Regions from separate parts of the Zea mays genome. Here region 2 is linked to region 1. A link is a contact called in public Hi-C data. All regions are on one chromosome and are shown on one strand. The core of a region is the stretch at or near the end of the contact, and the rest is flanking DNA. Distances in the headings are between cores, read along the strand shown. Region 1 holds the start of LOC100192762 (Protein MEI2-like 1). Region 2 has its middle 29 kb from the start of LOC109943095.

The links. Hi-C and Micro-C count contacts between places; a contact is called where the count stands out from the background.
Region 2: a contact with region 1 is called in a Hi-C map of leaf, with 2.2 times the contacts expected there. The contact joins the enhancer-like site here to the promoter of LOC100192762 in region 1. A contact is called at or near these places in 3 of 25 Hi-C or Micro-C datasets (leaf and leaf mesophyll).

What each region holds. Positions count from the first base shown.
Region 1 is chr10:113,822,651-113,825,586 of Zm-B73-REFERENCE-NAM-5.0, forward strand. It overlaps LOC100192762 (Protein MEI2-like 1), which reads left to right and starts at 1,456. Exons shown (of 15, transcript NM_001362654.1): 1 at 1,456-1,914; 2 at 2,530-2,656; 3 at 2,872-2,917. The coding sequence starts at 2,558.
Region 2 is chr10:114,081,928-114,084,863 of Zm-B73-REFERENCE-NAM-5.0, forward strand. No RefSeq gene overlaps it. Among protein-coding and RNA genes, the nearest start is that of LOC109943095, 29 kb to the right of the region's middle. Within about 2 kb of position 1,569, at least 12 of the 20 cell types and tissues checked have an H3K27ac peak or open chromatin away from gene starts, as enhancers often do. A contact at or near this core is called in leaf and leaf mesophyll, where this site is marked.

The DNA of each region.
Region 1 (2,936 bases), core at 206-2,705:
CATTAGCAATATTATCATGGAAGACATTCATGTCACCTTCTTCATCCCCAAATTAACTAGTACTAGGCGCAAAAACGATTCGGTGGATTATAATGGCAATGGTGGGTAATTTCTAGGAAACTTGAAAGGGTAGTGGGGAAGTGGGAAAAAATAATCTGAAATAAGCACCTCCTCACTTGCTTATGGATTATCATAATCAAAGGGGTTAGATTATATAATCTGGGCAAATAAGCTGGACTGTTTGTTTGCCTCTTAGGATTATTTAATCTAGATTATATAATCTGGGGGGTAAACAAACAGGCCCTAAGGCTCCAGCTTTGCACCTTCGAGATCTATGTTTGAACCCCACCCACGCGTGCAACATCCTCGACGCCTATTTTTTTTTGCATGAATTTCAGACGGAGTAGCGAGAGCGCTCGAGTAGGTGCGCTTTTTACCACGATGTGGCCACTTACATATAGTAGAGATTATTCTATTTTTTTGGAATTAAAACATATTAAATTTAATTGAAAATATGCCATTCAATAAATGTATAATTAATAAAAGATCTAAAAAATATATTTAGTATAACAATAATAATATATAAATTTAGCCACAATTGACTTTACAATAAAATTTGAAATGTAATTTAAGACGTGAGGAGTCTTAGTTAGTGCATAATGCATTAGTAGCACTAGCGACAAAGTGGTACAGACTGCGTCATTTTGCGTACACGCGACTTACTGGTGCTAACAAGTAAGGATGCCTACGTACTGCATAGTTCCCCCATGCAGACTCGTTGATGTCTTTTTGATAGATAAACATCTCGACGTGTTTTCCAGATAATCCAAGGAAGACACGAGTCACGAAGTACTTATCCAAGACACGACACCATGATCAGTTTTCGTTACGGAGTTTTTTTACTCGTACTTCTTCTTGCCGGACCCGATCCGTTCGATTGGATTCACTGACCCATATGTACGGTGCAGTACCATATGACACGGCCCACGGGCCACGGCTCGTGGTCGTGGTGGCATCGCTATCCTTTCCTCTGGCTGACGCACTGACGGACCAAAACCACACGTCACCTCGTCCGCTCTCACTCAGAGGCAGAGACAGACAGACTCTTCACTGGTCACGCCCCGTCCCACCAATAATTCCGTTCCCGTCCAAAGCGCCGCTTCCCGCGACGTCCGCCACGTGGGTCCCCAGCGCCCGTACGCCATCCGCACTCACCGACGCGTGGGGCCACCGCACGTGGCCTCACCTGTCATTCAGGCGGCTCCGTTACCCGCCGCGGGGCCCTCCGCCCCCGCACGGTGAGACTACCGCCGGCGGGTCCCGCCCGGCCCGGCCCGGTATATATACGGACAAGCGCCCTGCTGTTTCGCGTTTCCGATTTCGCCAAATATTTATAATACTAGTGCTATTATAGTATTCCGTGCTTTCTTTGAAAACTGTTTTTTGCGCTTCGTAATCGTCTCTGCTTCGCTTCTCCGCTCCGCCTGTCGCCACCACCACCACCAACTCGCCGGAGAACTGTCCCGACGACTGCGCGCGCGGAGAGCTGTGGGGGCGCGGGAGAGGGAGGTAGTACTGGGAATGGAGGAGGAGTCGAGGCTTAGCGGCGCTTTCTCGCTCCATCTCTAGGGTTTGGTTGCTAGTCTGCCCCGGCTGGGGGCGTGCGCGCCGGCCTGGAGCTGGACTGGAGGTAGCAGCCAGCGTCCGGCTCCCCGTTGCAAGCATTAAGCTGCGCGGCTGGAGTGCCCCCCCCCTTTGGCCCCGCCTCCGCGTCTTTCAACTCTGGTGAAGGTGCTGCTGTTGTGGCCTGCGCCATGGAACCGTTTCCCCAGCTTGCGGCTGCGTCCACAGGTTGCGTGCACGCGTCGGGCTCCGGACTGTGACGCCGACGAGGGGATCTCAGGCGCCCAACTGGTGAGACCGCACTTTCGTCGCGCGCTCGCTCTCTCTCTCTCACTCACTCTCTCTCTCTGTGTGATTTTTGCCGTCTGGATGTTTTTAGGCTGCTCATGCGGTTTTCAATTTCGTCTTAGCCGTTACTAGCTTTTTCGGGAGCAAACGGTGCTTGACTTACGGAGAATTTCGCGTGATCTTGGTTCCATCGCGTGATCCGGGTTCAGTATTTTGATGCGCGCGGCCTGCACCATTTTTTTGGTCGGTTCCGGCTTTTATTTCGATCACAGGTTGCTTGTGTGCTTTTCGTGCTTGTCCACGCCGGCGTCCATTGGTTAATTAATTTCCCGGTCTTTTTCTGCGCTCTTTTACTACGGCCAAATGTTGCTGGAGCCCATAGTTGAATTCTGTACACTGTTTTTTTAATTAATCGGTAAAAGCGAGCGCTTCTGGCCCGGAATTCTGAACCCCGAAGCTGTAGATTTCTGCCAAGTGTTCCATGGCCCCGGTTTTGTTCGGGACCCAAATTTCCGCGCACTTCGTCAAGGTTTCTGTGTTTATGGCTTTATGCTTTGAATTTCTGATCCGTTTGAACCGAGCTCACGGGAGCGTTGAAACTTGTCTCTGTGTTTTAAGGTCCGGGGTGAGGCGCAGCGCCCGCAGGATGCCAACCGAGCAGAGGCGCTACATGCCCCCGGCCCATTTTCTTCCGGCGGAGTCGGAATCGTCCTCCTTCCCTGACGAGCTTCGCTTGCGTCCTGAGGTGAAACTACTGTTTGAATCCGTTCTTCAACTTAGAGGTTTCCTCCGCAAAGATCTATTCCCACTAGTTGAAACCTGAAATCATAGGTAATGATGGTTCGTGCCTATGTATTTTCTGGCCAAGAAGTAGCTTTTTAGTTTTGGTGTCTATGGCCTACTACTATGATGAACTAGAACTAAGGCAAATTCGTTTCATAACGCCTAATTCTTTTGTAGAGGCAAGTTGGACTTTTGAAGCAGGGTTGCTTTCCTGAGCATGCTGGTGAGTGCCTGAGCATCTA
Region 2 (2,936 bases), core at 319-2,818, 260 kb after region 1:
ACAAACCTTCAAGGGCATTCAATACTAGACTTGCATAACCCTCTAAATCTTTCCTTTGATGACTTATCTATGCCTAGATCAAACTCCTCATTATAGAAAATTGACTCACGGCCAACCTAAATTCATCCATTGATGGGTACATTGTGCCAATATCCATTTTGGTGATCCTTATCATATGTAGTCACTATCTCATTTGGTATTGAATCACTAATAGTAATGGCAACATCATCAATACTATCATCTTGCTGCTCACGCATTGTACGACCATTTGTTTGAGCTCACTTTCTCCTTTCATCCTCATCCCTCAAGCCCAAGATTACAAATAGCTAATCCTCACCCAATGGTTGAATTCTTCCTTCCTCATCATGCATCTCTATTATTTTTAAGTTATCCTAATCGACTTGTGGGATAGGTGAAGAAGTCTCGACCAACAACAATGGAGCATTGGTATTGCTCCCCATGGCCACCTCTGAATCATCCTTGTTCGAAACAATTAGTAAATGAGGGACCTATAATTGATTGATTCATAAGTGTTAATAATTGGTTGTTCCAATCACAACTAATACAAGTCTTGACTAAAAAATATATTGGCAAGAATTATTATTGAAGATATTGATCAACAATACTTTGAGATATTTAAAACATGATCAGCAATGCTTTGTAGATGAATTAATTGGATCAGGTTCCATTCCACAAGCTTGGATTGTCGTGGTGACACGTCCATTCGTGCACCACCAAGTCTCAATGCAAGGACATGTTTGTTGTGGTGGATCACGACCACGGGGCATCGAGCGCGGCCGGCCAGCTCCCTTGCGCGTGGGTTTGTGGTCGAGGGCGACGAGGCCTTTTAGGCGATACGAGTGGCGACACATCTATGCATTTGTTTGATATGCAGAACAGAGGCGGCGGGCGTCTATGAGATACACAGGTACGATTCATACAAACAAAAAAGAGACTAGCACCTTACAAAATAAAGGAGGTCAGATTAGTCTTTTTTTCACAATTCAGTAAATGAAAAAATAAAAAATAACTATTAAAAAGATAAAATGTCAAGTAAATCGAGGTGTTAATGATGTGGGTGTCAAATTTACGAAATTAATCTTTAGAGTGTCAATAGTGCAAAGCCACTAGTTTAGGGTGTCAAAAATACAAATTTCTCATCCCAAAAAGTATCCGGTCTTAGGAGGGAACGAGGGATCAACTCACGGTCATGCGAGATATCAGTATACCACGCCACTCATTCGTGAATTTCGGCCAAGTGTGATTCTATTGCCACGTAGGAGTACTACCGATGATGGGAACTGGGAACGGAACGGACAGACAGATCCGTCGTCCATGGGTGGGAGTGGGACCATGGACAACTGGAGATAGATGGTTTTCATTTCGTGCTCAGAAGTCACCGTTCGACGGACTGGCATGATTGAATTGAATCCACGCAGCAAAGCAAAGGGTCCATGACCTTCACACACACGTTTGGGCTGGGGTTTCTCATCTCAGGTGTACTAGAGACGTGGACGTATAGGTCGCTGTGCACTTGCACTAGCGTCGCACTGCACGTCGATTGGATCCTTTGAGAGCTCAGGCAACGCGGTTTCTCTTTGTTGACGGCTGGCACCGTTGAGTATTGAGTGGTGCCATGTAGAGTACGTACGCGTTGTTGACCCTGGACTCCAGCGCTCCTTGTCCGGTAGGGATTGAAAAATCCAAATGGGTATCCTAATTTATCTAATATTCGTATGTGCTAAAACATGCAATTTTGGCATTCGTACTCGCTTCTAATACTGATACTAAATGATATATCTGAACTCGGTTTTTTCAGTATTCTTTCTCTAAGACATCCTCATTTAACACTATCCATATCAGGAAAGAAAACAAGGTATTGTGAACCTATTTAAAAATTTTATCTCTTAATTTTATTACTACTACTAAGGCATTAAAACCACTTAATAGTTTTTCAATTAATAACTTTGGTATTAATTTATAATTATCAATGATACATAAATAACAAATTGTTTTCAGTATTTTATTATTTTGTTTAAACTTGATATATATGTTGTTCCAAATTATTTTAGTACTTCATCTTATCAATTAATTAATGTAATTTATTTTATATAATTTACAATATTGTCATAAATATTTATATAAATATAATATTGATTAATTAATTGATATATCTAATCATTAAATATTTATTTGTAAAGAATATATACCTTGGATAACACAGACATATATGGATAGACCCATGGACTCAGTCTAGAGTCTATGGACTCGGTCATCATGATTAAAAGAAGTTTTAATATGAGGATGACTACTGAAGTAAAAATAAATTTCACAAAAATCTTAGTGGAATAGAAGAGATAATTGCAAAGTTCTAAATGAACACAATAAGATCCTAACATATAAGGTGAGATCCTAGCATATAAGGAAAGATCCAAACCGGTGAGGAAGACACGTTTGTAATTATAAAAGTATGTGATTAGATTATTAGATTAGATCTATCATGAAACCTACTCGTATTCAACTTTGTAACACCCCCTGCTTGAACTATAAAGGGAAGGGGACGAGGGCCTTCTGAGGGCAGATCACAACACAACGGATCATAAACATAGCCACTATAATACTGCACATAGAATATTATTATCTCTTGATGAGAGTCTGAATCTTGCGTATTTACCTTCAATTCTCAATATCACAATTTACCCCATAAATTCACTACTGAAAAAATTGATGACTATATTATTTGTATGAGCCATCCTTTTCTATGTTATATAAAAATACATTAGTGTGATAGTGTCTACTTGGGTAACAATTTTGTAGTTCCAAAAATATTGATAAAGCATAATGCTTATTTGTTTTTATCACTTTTATTTGAATTTCTTCACTTCAAATATTATTTTATTAAATAATATCCATTATAGTTTAGTTTAGTTTGATAT